Regions from separate parts of the Mus musculus genome. Here all the other regions are linked to region 3. A link is a contact called in public HiChIP or PLAC-seq and promoter capture Hi-C data. All regions are on one chromosome and are shown on one strand. Each heading gives the region's core, a stretch centred on a gene start, on an enhancer-like site or on the middle of the called end of the contact. The rest is flanking DNA. Distances are from core to core; before and after follow the strand shown.

Evidence for each region. Promoter capture Hi-C pulls out the DNA fragments that hold promoters and counts their contacts. HiChIP or PLAC-seq counts read pairs in DNA pulled down with a chosen protein or histone mark.
Region 1: an H3K4me3 HiChIP or PLAC-seq map of forebrain shows a contact between it and region 3, with 5 times the contacts expected there. The contact joins the promoter of Fbxo46 here to the promoter of Pnmal2 in region 3. A contact is called at or near these places in 4 of 115 datasets of contacts at active chromatin or transcription factors (astrocytes, embryonic forebrain, forebrain and 1 more).
Region 2: a contact with region 3 is called in a promoter capture Hi-C map of hippocampal neurons, with 6 times the contacts expected there. The contact joins the promoter of Irf2bp1 here to the promoter of Pnmal2 in region 3. A contact is called at or near these places in 5 of 39 promoter capture datasets (3T3-L1-derived adipocytes, cranial neural crest, embryonic stem cells and 2 more), 1 of 484 Hi-C or Micro-C datasets (myocytes), 9 of 115 datasets of contacts at active chromatin or transcription factors (astrocytes, embryonic forebrain, embryonic hindbrain and 5 more) and 1 of 9 other capture datasets (embryonic stem cells).

Annotation. Positions count from the first base shown.
Region 1 is chr7:19,117,774-19,122,184 of GRCm38.p6, reverse strand. Fbxo46 (F-box protein 46) reads right to left here and starts at 2,326. Exons shown (of 2, transcript NM_175530.3): 1 at 2,249-2,326. It overlaps Bhmg1 (basic helix-loop-helix and HMG-box containing 1), which reads left to right and starts at 3,841. Exons shown (of 13, transcript NM_001370811.1): 1 at 3,841-4,007.
Region 2 is chr7:19,001,858-19,006,216 of GRCm38.p6, reverse strand. Irf2bp1 (interferon regulatory factor 2 binding protein 1) reads right to left here and starts at 2,159. Exons shown (of 1, transcript NM_178757.4): 1 at 1-2,159. The coding sequence starts at 1,780. The coding sequence ends at 26.
Region 3 is chr7:16,943,297-16,947,395 of GRCm38.p6, reverse strand. It overlaps Pnmal2 (PNMA-like 2), which reads right to left and starts at 2,714. Exons shown (of 1, transcript NM_001099636.2): 1 at 1-2,714. The coding sequence starts at 2,303. The coding sequence ends at 318.

The DNA.
Region 1 (4,411 bases), core at 1,077-3,576, 2.2 Mb before region 3:
GGAATCCTACACAGTCTTACCCTCTGCTGACCCTCTCCCTCCTCCACTGCCTCAAGAAGAACCCACAAGAAGAACCCCATGCCAATTATATACTAAGACCAAATTGTTTCAAAGTGAATTACAAAGTTGCTAAACTTCCCAGAGAAGACGTCCCCTGCCTGCCCTGACCAAAATGTTAGAGGGTACACTTATACACACATACCACAACAACATCAAGAAAACCAAAAGTCAAAATAACCAAACAAAACCCCAACTCACTTGCCAGCGGCAGTATTTCTAACTCACTGGAAGACTTGGGCAATGGGCCAGACTGGGACAAGTGAATTATTAATATTTGGCTGGAGACAGATTAAGTTTCTGAGCACCTTCCTAGGAGTTTTGCTTAGACTTAGGAACTCAGGAATGGGGAGGACAGGAAAGATAGAACTAGAAAACTCAGGAGAAAGGGGGAGGCAACTTGAGAGCAAGGGACAGCACGTCCCGTGCCCCCTCACTGGGTCCTCTCCTACCTCCTTTATCTGGTTTTGCCCATTCACTTCAGAAACAAAAACATGACCCAGTGATGTAGTTTAGCTGGTAGATCGCTTGCCTAGCATGCACAACACCCCGAGTTTGATCCCCAGTACAGCATAAACCAGGCATGGTAGTGCACATCTATAATCCCTGAAATCAGGATATGGAGACAGGAGGATCAGAAGTTCAAGGCCACCCTCAGCTACACAGTTTTTAGTTGAGTCCCTGTCTCAAAACAACAACAAATAATATCTGGGCACCAGTAGTGATAAACCTCAGCACTCTGGCTCCTGAGGCGGGAAGTTCAAGAGTTAAGAGGCCAGCCTGAGCTACACAGCAAGTCCCAAGACAACACATGTGTACTATATGCACTTAGTCTAAGCACTTTCCAAACATTATCTCCCTAAACTCTCTAGCCTACCAAGGTTATGGATCTCATTTAATAGCTGGACAGATTTCCAAGCTCAGGTCACAGAAAAGACTTAAATCCTATCTGACAGTTGTTCTGGCCGGGTGTCTCCACCAAAGCAGATTCTGACCCAAATTGCAATTGTACATTTACCATTTAATGTTGGCTGACATGGAGAAGATTGCTTAAACTCTCCGTGCCTCTACTTGCTTCCTGTGAAATGAAGATCTACACTTAAGGCACCGCCTGAATCCAGTGAGTTAATACACACACAGCTGAAACCGAACCTGGGCATTTCTTAGAAAAAGATGCTAGCAATAAAGGGGTAGGGCTGGGGACGGGGGTGTCCCCTGCATAAACTGTGGTGTACATAGGCTATTGTCAGGTTTTGAGAAAATGTCTGGGGGGCTGGACTGAAGAATAGGAAATCTTTTAACAACTTGAATCCAGTCAACATTCCTGGGACGGGAGCTTTCCACCAACAGCTTTGACGCTGGGACTTAACTTTCCTAACAAAAATATCAATTTTTATGGAACCTCCCTTTAGCTATCTTCAGAATGGCCTGCTTGTTCTCACCATACATATAAGGTCACAAGAGGGTTACAGAGAGACCTGTGCAGGTCACAAAAGAGAATAAGGAACCTGAAAGCTGGACTGCCCACACAAACCACTATATCTAGATACGACCGGGGCTAGAAGGGTGCTAAAGGTTGTCTCTATGGACCCCATCTGGTCATATCAACCCAGAGTTCTGTGGCTGTCCAGTTTATTGGTAGTTTTTGGTTAGATTAAGACACGATATTGACAGCCACGCTCCTAACTCACGCACCCTACAACGCCTCCTGGTCCTAGAAGCTAACCTGGACCATCGATGACTTCTACCTCCCATCTCTTCAACTGGCCTTGCCGCCCCACCTCGCAATCCCGCAACCCAACCCAATGCATCCGTGGTTAGCCTCTCCCTTCACTCATTTATCCCGGACTCCTATGCCTTTCCATATAACCAGGCTAACTAACCTCCCTCGAAATTACCCACTCAGGGTCTCTGATCTATTCAGCCAGGACTCCAACTCCGCGCCTCACTCCTCCAGCTCCCAATCCCCTTGATAGCTGATTCCAAAGCTCGACTCTCTCCACCTCCAAGACCCCTCCCTAGCCCCCATTCTTCTACTTCCTCGGGCTCCCGTTCCTCTCAATCCCCACCCACAGTGATCTCCCCACACCCAGCCCTTTCTTTAGCCTCAGTTTGCTTCCTCTCGAACCCAAGTCCTGAACACCCCGCTCATACTCTCAAGCACCCGCAGGACCCAGCTTGGGGCTCTCACCATCTCCCCGCGCTGCAGCTCTCCCGACTACGCGGGTTTCCCCCACTCGCTCCTCTCCAGCCTCCCCTTCCGGGTTCTGGCCCCGAAGCCCACTGGGAATTAGAGTACGGGCGGCCATGGACTACAGCTCCCAAGATGCAATACGGTAACTTGGAGGTGGAGTAGGAAACAAACTAGGCGGGCTGAGAGACAGAAACTCTAATTACCAGGAGGCTAAGGGCACACTAAAATACGCAGGCGCAGAAAATTCTCCCGCGAGGGTATCTGGGAAATAGAGTCCAGCCGCCTCCATTTTGGCCCGAGGCCCTTGAAAAGAGAATCGAGGCTACTTCAAAGGGACGTTAGCGAGGGATGAAGAGTTTAGGAAGAACAACTTTATTGATTTATCATGTTAGTTGACAAATAATTAATAATATATGAGTTTTCCCAAACTTTCTCTCCCATTTCTCACCTTCATCTCACTCCCCACACTTGCCTACCACCACCTCCTAATTGGCAAATAAAGAAAACAAGATATCGAAGTGAGGAAAAGCCCAGGCACTATGTTCACATCACAGGTAGAACAGAGCCTCCAGAAGGGCAGGAATCTTGGCAGCATTTCCAAAATGTACGGTTTGAATCTGCCGTGGTGGCACACACTTTTAATCGCACCATTTTGGACGCCGAGGTTAGTGTACCTCTGTGAGTTTGAGACTAGCCTGGTCAAGGGTATGAGACGCTGTGTCAAAAAATAAAGATGAAGCTGGAAAGACTACTCAGAGGTTAGGAAGACATCGCTCTTGCAGAGAATTTGCATTTGCCCCTGAAGATGCCCCTAGAAGCCCCTGTCTAAAACTCCAGCTCTAGGGGCATCTGATGCCTCTGGCATCTGGGGACACCTGCGTGCAGTATTCCTCCCCCCCACCCCCCCAACATGTATACCTAGTTAAAACTAAAATGCTTTTTAAAAATAAATTGTGTAGTTTGTAACCTGAGTTACAAGGTAGTGCATTCCTTGCGTTCCAGACAGACCTGAGACAAAACGGTTACAAGTAGTAGGCAAGCCTGGGCTATATAGCAAGACTGGATCCACACTCAGACACTAAAGGTTACTTTGTTTGCAGCTACAGGAACTGGCATTTCCATGGGGTCTACAAAGCCTCGTTTCAGGGAAAGGTGGCGAAGTTAGCCGCCTGAACAAGGTACTTGACACACAGTGGTCTTTAAGCAGATGCGCCCTAAAGCGAAAGGGTCGGATGGGGACACAGGAGGGCCAGCAGGGGGAGTACAGACACCTCGCGCTTGCGGACACCTGGCAAATCCTGCTGGGGTCTGAGGTAAATAGGTCAGGGGGCGGGGCAAAACAGAGGGCGTGGCCTGAGGAAAGGGCGGGTAATGGAGCAAGAGCTGATTGGCTGATGCTGCGAGCGCGGGAGCGGGAGCACGTGTCGGAGCTGTGGCCCGTGCCCTGCCCCGGGTGCGCGTGCGCACTCGCCGCACTGCCCTTTTCCAACGCTCCTCTGCTCGTGCCTGGCACCGCGTGGCGGGAACGTGGAGGGGGCGTGGCCTCGCCTCAGGCGCTCTGGTGCCTTCGCGCCACAGCCTCGCGCCCTGCCATTCTTCGCTCGGTCTGCGCGTCGGGAGGCACGCGGTCTGCATCCCTGGGACCCCGCGAGCCGCGGGAGCCGCGCGAGCCGCTGCCGGAGCCTTCAGACTGTCGAAGCGTGAGCCCAGTGCCAAAGCAGAAGTCGAGGCTTAACGCCATATTGCAAATCTTGAGGTGAGTGCTGGTGACCAACGGGTGTGGGGCGGCAGACGCCCTGGCTCTAGCTGGCTTGAGGTAGCGGGGAGATGGTGAGGAGTCGTCAGAGTCACACCCTGCGGCCGTGACCCCCTAGGGAGCTCTAGGTCGGATGGAGAGGGACCCCAGAGCTCGAGACCGGTTTGAGGGTAGACTTTGTGTTTGAGGGAATCCAGGCTGGGTTTCTGGAAAGTTATTAGTGGCGTTTGAGACATGGGGTCTCCTGTTCGAGGCTCGGCTTTTGGAAGCTGAAGACGGGAGATCTGGAAATCTTAGTTTGGGGTTCCAGGGGTTACGTTCGGAGGGTCAGAGGTCTAATTTGACAGGGTTGGGGCTTTTCAGTATCAGTGGAGACCATCAAAGCAGGAAAATAGGCTCTGGAG
Region 2 (4,359 bases), core at 910-3,409, 2.1 Mb before region 3:
GGGAAAGAAGCCTGGCAGTGGCAGCCTAGGGGTCTCTTTCTTTCTTGACCTTGATGTCACCAGCAAGAATAGTAGCGATCTCGCCCTGCATGAAGGCCCAGGGGACAGAGGAACCCACCAGTGGACATTTGTCTCCACTGGGGCAGTACACCTCTCCGGCTGGGCCCTGTGCCTTGATAAACTCTCGGGAGCAAGGAAAGCAGAACTTGTGTCCGGGTACCGAGGGACACTGCACGAAGTGGGTGTCTTCCAGCCTTTCTCTGCACAGGGTACAGCACAAGGGGGCTCCAGGGGTCGCCCCTGTGCCGCTACCACCCCCGCTGACAGCTTCAGCCCCGGCAGTGGGGCTGACTTCTGCCTCTCCATTGCGTGCCACCAAACGATGCTGGGCCGGTGGTTGGGTTGTGGAGGAAGCCGCGGGGCTAGCACCCCCTGCGCGGACAGAGCCTCCACCCCCACCAGGGTCCTTGGGTGAGTGGCCCAGAGCCTCGGCCACATTCTTGAGGGCAGCAATAGGTGAGGGCACACCAGGGGTCTCTGAAGAGTATGGACCGCCTGGCGCCACCCAGTGCCGCTGTTGCTGCTCCTCCGTGGTCATCTTCCCAGCTGTCTCGCCCTCGGGCTCAGGGGATGCTTTGCGACGGCGTGGAGTGGGCGCCAGGTTTCGGGATGGGGCTCTTGGAGGTGGGCCACACAGAGCAGCAGGGGCCGGTTCTGGGTACTGCTGGGGCAGGGCCTCCGCAGGAGCAGGCTCTCGGAAGCTGCGGACCCCATCCGTAAGCAGCTCTCCTAACTGGCGCCATTCCCCTGAACCATGGCGCCGTTCATACTCGAGGTACTTGAAGCCCGATGAGGCCAGGGCCTTCCCTGGCTCTCGAAGAGCATCATGAAACATCTGGCGAGCCACTGCAAGGACCCCCGCGTAAACATTGCCAGAACCACAGGGGTATTCGGTGAAGAGCTTCAGCTCGAACTCATAGCCCGGAGGGCGGGCAGTGGCATCAAAGGCGAACACCCGTCCCACCAGCCCGTGGTCCTTCTTGAATCGAACATTGAAAGGGGCACAGGCGGACAGAGCCAGTAGCTGTTCCCTTACAGCCTTGGGACGCCCATGCCACTCCTCCGCCCGGCCCCGCATGGCCTCGTTCAGTTCTGCCAAGCAGTCCGCATTCCTCTGCTGCTTCTCCTTCTCGAAATCGGAGCCGAAAAGTGGACGAGCGGGGCTTAAGCCAGGTGCCAGCGTCAGAGCTCGGCCTCCAAGGCCAGACACTGCAGCTGCCAGCAGCCCGGGGGGCATCAAGCTGGGGATGGAGCCAAGCAAAGCCCTGCGTGCCCCTTCCGCCACGGCCTCCTCGCGGCCCAGCCCGTTGGCCAAGCGGGACCCCAGGGTGTACTCCAAAGCCGGCGAAGGCAGCGCCAGGCGGCTGGATGAAGTAGCCCTGTCATAGCGGTCCGGGCCTGAGACGCTACCGCCGGTCCCCGATGGCTGCGCCTGGGCCTGCGGGGGTGGCAACTGGGAGCCCTGGGAGCCCGTGGAGGCTAGGTCCTTGGAAGTCGGGTGCTTGAGAGCCGGGGGTCCGGGCGAGCGGCCCTCGGGGAGCACGTGGCTGCGCTTGAGCTGGCGGGCGGCGTCGATGAGCAGCTCGATGCGGTCCGCGCCCTCGAAATTCACGCACCCGCGGCACACAGCCTCGCTGAAGTCCCACACCATGGCCCACGGCATCTTGGGCAGGTCGCACAGGTAGCACCACTGGCGGCGGGACGCTTGCACGGACGCCATGGCGCCCCCCGGAACGCCGCCAGGTGCCCCTGCTGTGCACCCGCCGCCCACGTTCGCTCCGCCGTGCCCCGGGACGGGCGCGCGAGCCGCTCAATCCGGCCTCGGGCTCGGCCTCCCCGCCGGATTCAGGCCCGGCCCCCCTTCCCCGCCCCCTGGGCCCTCAGCCTTTTTTTTCCTCTCTCTCTCACTCCCGCCTCCGGTGGAAAAGGCAAGCCACGAGCACGCACGTCGGCGCCCCCGTCCGGTCCGCGCCGTGAGCCGCGATGCACAGCTCCAGCTCCTCGATGGGCCTCGGGCGCCGCCGCCCCAGGCTCCCGCCGCTCCGCTCGCGCCGCCGACGCCGCTGCAACGGCCGCCGTCGCCTCCACCTCCTTCTTCTGCCCCAGAGGCCGCTTCGCAGGGAAAGTTACATAACGCGCGGGCAAAGCCTTCTGGGAAATGTAGTCCCGTCGGGGCTGCTTCTTAAAGGGGACTGGGTAGAAAGCAGTGGCGGGAAAAGAGGGCGCGCGCTGGTCTGGGTGCTTAATTTTCACTGTGCCTCGCCAGGAAGCTGGGGTTCGCACACAGGGTCCATGGAGTGGGTAATGGTTTCATAAATGCTCGGGTGGCCAAGTTGCTGTGGATGCAATTTCCCCCCTTTCCCCGCCCCCTCTTTCTTTCTTTTTTTTTTTTTTAAACAATCTTTTTTTTTTTTTTTTAGATTTATTTATTTATTTATTTATTATATGTAAGTACACTGCAGCTGTCCTCAGACACTCCAGAAGAGGGAGTCAGATCTCGTTACGGATGGTTGTGAGCCACCATGTGGTTGCTGGGATTTGAACTCCTGACCTTCGGAAGAGCAGTCGGGTGCTCTTACCCACTGAGCCATCTCACCAGCCCCCCCTCTTTCTTTCTTAAGACTTAGATTTATTCTTTAGCTCAGGTTGGCCTAGAAGGCTAGCCTATGTAGTCTAGGCTGGCCTCAAACTTGCTGCAATCTCCCTGCTTCAGCCTCCTTGTGGGTTTACAGTCCCGACACCATACCCAGAAGCCGGAAAGCAGTTTCTGCTCTGATTTGCTGAGCAGTTCTAGAAGAGTCTTGCCCTCTCTTAGAATCCCGCCCCTTCAAGAAGGGCCAATAACCGGTTAGAAAGGCAGCAGCTTTGGGGGAATTGGGGCGGAGAGGCTCTGATTGGACGGTTTCAAGGGGATGGTTTCAGGCAACTCTTGGAGAGTAGTGTCTACTTGGCAGTTTGTCCTTCCCAGTGTCTTAGGTACTAGCCTCAAGGGCGGCCCAGAGGCTACAGGATGATAAGACTGTAGGCTTCCGAGCCAGGCGGCTGCCTTAGTTTCCTCATCTGCTAAAGAACGTTCTCTGAGCCTGCCAATTCTGCTCCAGCTGTGCACGTATTTGGTCTCTAAAGGGTTACAGAGTTGGCTTCTCGGTACACCTCCAATTTCACTACAATTCCCAAAATGCTCTGCGAGATGGACGCACTGACGTACTTCCTCTGCTTGGAAGCTTGGGGGGGGAAGGCCTTCCCGATTCTTGCCCCCCCCCCTTGCTAGCAGGGAATTTCGCCCTCTCCCTCCACCCCCACCCCCCAGGTTAGGGGGCTCTTATTACTCTTATATTTGGAATGAGGAAGCCAAGAGGAGATTGCTGGGAAGGGCAACCCCAAACCTCCAAGTGCTTAATGGCCTGGTGGGCCCAATCGGCTGTGGGCACCCCATGTTTTTAGCTTTTTTGGGGGGGTGGGGGGAGCTAGGAGAAGCGACATATGTCTCCAGGACCTAGCTCACATCAGCCCTTTCCCCTCACTTGGCCTGGATCCCCGCTGGTGGTCTCAATTCCCCCCCCCCCCCCCAGTGTCTTCTTTGCGTTCTTCCAGGTTTGCACTTAGTGGAGGCTTGGTGGTTTTCTCACCCCCACCCCAGAGTAGTCACAGCAGCCCTGGCTTTCTATTTCAGCGTTACAATTTAACTACCACCTGCATTACTGTTTTAACACTTCTCCCTTAAACAAATTGCCTATTTTTATCGTTTCCTGGGAGATACTATGTTCACAACCATAGGTTTCCTGTACTACTGTTTATTTACTTTCTCCTGCTTATACGTGGTACTGGGATGGAATCCAGGGCCTTATGCTAAGTGCTCTAGTGCTGAGATGTACTACCAGCCTGTATTTTTAATTTTGAAACTGGGCCTCACTAGGTGGTCCAGGCTGGCTGGCCTGAGCTCTGGGTCCTCCTTCCTTAACCTCCTGGGGGCTGAGATTTCAAAAATACATTAACCATGCCTGGCTTTATTTATTTTTCCTTTTTCTAACGATAGGTCTCTGAAGCACAGGTTAGCCTTGAACTCACAGCAAGCCTCCCTAGTACAGGAATGGCAAGTATGAGCCATGATCCCTTGATAGGCTCTTTAAGGCTGTAAAAGCCTATTTTTCGTTCTGCCCCGTCTCTGTCCTTGCCTGAGTTAACTACCCAATTACTTTATTGAACTGCTCTTAACAGACCTAGATAAACTCTGTTTGTTGCAACCTTCAAGTGTGTGCTTCTGCACCAGGGTTAGTTAAGGCTTTTAGAGGGGCAATC
Region 3 (4,099 bases), core at 1,465-3,964:
GGTAGAGCAGAGACCCCTCAGTGTCTTCGGACCCATTTCTCCTCCGCACCCACTGGCCACTGCATCCGAGTGTCTGGTCTCTTTTTCCTTGTCATATCTAGGCTGCAGCCATAATGATCGCTCGCGCCATCGCCATCTGTTCATAGAGCTGAGAGGGAAAGCTGGGCACCGGCCATAGCCAGCCAGGGACGCAGCAGCGCACAAAGCAAATGCACACGGTTAAGCGAGAGGGGGCTGCAGGGAGGAGAGAGAATAGGAGGAAAGTAGGGAGGGAAGTCCACACACAAGAGACAGGGCTTGTAGTGACATCTGCGGCACTAACGGCATTTGGGCGCCCGCCTTGGGCCCCTGCGTGCTTTCTTTCCGCGGGTAGACTTGGGAACAGCAGCTGGCTGTCCCTTGGCCTCGCCAGCCCTGGCACGGGCCCCGGCTCCTGCGGATCCCTTCTTCTTCTTGTTGTTGTTCCCCGCATGGTCCTCGGTTGAAACCCCGCTCCCCGTTTTCTTCTCTGGGGTGACAGCCCGGCCACGACCGCGGCCACCCCTGCGGGCTTTGCGTGCCCGGGATGCGGTGGAGACCGCGGTGGCGCCGGCCGGTGGGAGGCCTTTGGAGCCTGTGCGCGCTCTCTTGGCGCGCGGCTTCTTGGACACGCTGTCACCAGGTTCGGACTCTTCGCTGTCAGTGTCCTCGGAATCTCCCTCTGACTCTGTGTCTGAATCCTCGTCCGATTCCTCGTTGGATTCTAGATTCTCCTGGGAGGCCAGGAAAGCCAGGACCTCAGATAAACCACCTTGGCTATGGTCACACTTCCGGCCACCACTTCCACCACTGCCCCACCTGCTGGCTTCTTCTTCTCTCACAGCTTCCACCATATCTTGCGCAGCCAAGAGTGCCACCAGCTCCAATAGGCCACCCTGGTGGCCCTCAGCGGTCCAGCCTCTGAGGAGACCTAGCCCAGACTTCTTTCCCTTAGGGCAGTTCTCTGCCTCAGCCAAGGTAGAAATACATTCCAGAAGATTCCCATCTTCCTCTGCCTTCCTCAGGACCATGGCGTCCACCTGACGACCTGCCTCCTCTACCTTCACCCTGGGCCCAGAGGTGTCCTTAGCCATGACGGACAGGACTTGAGGAAGGACATCTTTTTTGTCTTTTTTGTCGCCCCAGCCGAGGGTCTCAATCACAGAAGCTATTTTTAGCATTTCCTCTCTGGCAGAGGGGTCAGCGGGGTCTGTATAAGCCACAATAGCCACAAACTCGGGGCTATCCATCACTTCCTTTCCGTGCTCTCCATTTTCCAGAGACTCGCTGTCGGAATCATCTTCATCGTCATCTTCATCTTCGTCATCATCTTCATCATCTTCATCTTCGTCATCTTCATCATCATCATCCACCTCTGTCTCTACCTCCACTGCGGGGGTATCTCTCACAGCCAGTAGCGCGACTAAATCAGGAACCCCGCTCTTTTCGTCTTTGATGTTTAAGCAGATAGACTCTGTCCCAGGAAGGTCTTTCTCTATCTCTTCCTTCTTAGCTTTGTCGGTGACAGTGACAAGTGCCAAGAATTCTCGGGGGCCATCTCCTTCTTCCTGGTCACCCCGAAAGGCCCACTTCTTGGTGAGCTCTTTGGCAGCTGCTTGGAGCGTGGCATACAGGGCCCTCTGGTCTTCATCTACGCTCAGGTCCTCTGCGTAGATCTCCTCTATGACGATACCCAGGCTGTCATCAGAAGAGTCTTCCGACTCACTCCTGGCTCGCCGCCCTCCCCGGCTCCTCTTCTGGCCCTTCTGAGCCGTCAACTTGTGGCTTCTGGATCGGCGCTTGCCTCCCCGACGGCCCCGACGGCCGCTCCTAGCTGCCCCTTCAGAGGAGCCAGCCTTCTTGGCCTCCTTCCCTAATCCCTTGGCCTGGGCTTGGGCCTCCAATACCAGAGGGATGGCTATTTCTCTGAAGTCATCCATGGGCCTTTCATCCAGCAACAGGCGCCTCATCTGCCTAAGGACCCGCGCATCTTGCCCGCGGTCCTTACTCAGGATTTTCCAAATCCCATTCTCTCCCCTAATGTGGATAGGTATGGCAGAGTGATCGAAGTCTGCCCCAAATTCTACAAGGGCTGCCTGAGACTTCTCTTTGGTTACAGCTCTCACAGTCCGAAGCCTGTAGTTGCCCAGGGGCTGCAAGTTCGGACTCAGGGTAGCTTCGATGTCCGCCTGCTGCAGGCGCTCAGGGATGCCCGTGATCAGGAGGGCCCTGTGCACCTCCACTTCCAGCTCCTTACACCAATCTTGCAGAAGGTTCATCGTCATGGCGCTGCCCGGCGGAGGCTAATCTTAGGCGGGAGGGAGCCCGAGAAAGGGGTGGGCTACTGAACACAGGCTAGGTCAATCCCACTCTGGAAAGGCCACCAGCAGGGTGAGAGTCCAGACTCCGGGTTTGGGGCTGTAGGCTATAGCTACCTGCTAGCTTGCCGGACTCAACGGTCTTCCCCCGGGGCAATCCGAGGGTCCGCAGGGGGCTTACGTGTACTTTCTCCGGGCTGTCCCGGGTTGCTCCTCCCTTCCCTTTGTCCCTGACAACCTAGGTGACTGGACACCGCTGGTGGAGTACAGGAGGGCGACGATCAACGCACCTGGTGGGCGTGGGGGTGAGTGAGAGCAGCGGCTCGCCTGTGCTCCCGCGGAGTCTGGAGTGAAGCGCGTACCCGGGTCTAGACGCTCAGCGGGGCCGCTGCGGAACGGCAGCCTCGGTCTGCGCCTGCGCGGACCCAATCACCTCTCCGCCCCCTCCTGCTAGTCCCCGTCTCCATAGTAACACTGCAGGCTGCAGCTGGGGTCTGCCCGGGTACGGTCGCAGCAGCTGCTCTTAAAGGGCCAGGTGGGAAGGAGGGTTTAGGGACTAGTGAGCCAAGAAGGAAGACAAAGTCACTGTGAAAACCACTGAAGGTGATCAGTCTCACTTCAAGGGATAGACAGACACCTCCTTGGAAAGAATAGAGGCTTCCACCAGGGTCATTTATTCTGGCTTTGTTTTTTGAAGCAAGGCCAGGCTAGCCTTGAACTTGCCATGTAGCCAAGGATGACCTTGAACTTCTGATTCTCCTGCTTCCGCCCTCCTGCGATTACAGGCCTCAGTGGTGTCTAGCCTGCGCTGTTTTATTAATACGTCTCTGGGGCTCGGGGCCAGGGTTTTCTGCATGCTGCGTAAGCACTCTACCAACCGAACTACATCCTCATTCCTGCGGGACAGATAGACCTCTGATTAATAAAGCCCCAAATCAAACTGTCCTTTGGAGGTGTAACCTCACACGGGCTCTATGTTTTACCGTATCCTCAATAGCAAGCAGAAACGCCCCGGTCAGCTGTCCTTTATGAGCCAAGGGGTATCATTTCGGGTGTGTGGTACTCAGTATGTGGGTACCAGACTCATGGAGACCAGCTTCACTCATGGATGTCCCTATATTCTGCTTCTGAAACGGGATCTCACTTTGTAGGCCAGTTTAGCCTAGAACTGTGTAGCTCAGGTTAGCCACAAACTCATAGAGATCTGTCAGCCTCTGCCTCTGCCCTCTGCCCTCTGCCTTCTGCCTTTGCTTGCTGAATGCTGGATTGACGTTGTATGCTAGCACACCTGGATCCTTTTGGGGTTTGGTTTTTGAAACAGGATATCACTATGTAGCCCAGGCTAGCCTCAAAGTCCTGGTAATCCTCCTGCCTCAGAATGCTGGGATCATAGGTGTGAGCCACTGTACCCAGATATTCCAAATTTTTTATTTTGAAATTTTTGTTTTATTTATGATTTGTGTGTGTGTGTGTGTGTGCATATGTACGATGCATGTGCGGTGGGGCATGCCTGTGCACAGCATATGTATGGAGGTCAGAGGACAACTTTTAGGTCAGCTCTCACCTACCACCATACCCATGGTCCATTGCTTTAAAGGCCCTTGAGCTGCCTGTCCCTCCCTCTATGAGTTGAATAGACTATCTGTTGGATTTATATTCTATCCTTATTGCTTTCTCAGCAGCAACTTCGAGAATCTTCTAGAACTTTCCCTGATCTGTTTGCTTCTCTGTGAAATGGTGACAGCCATTGTTCCTTTTCCTAA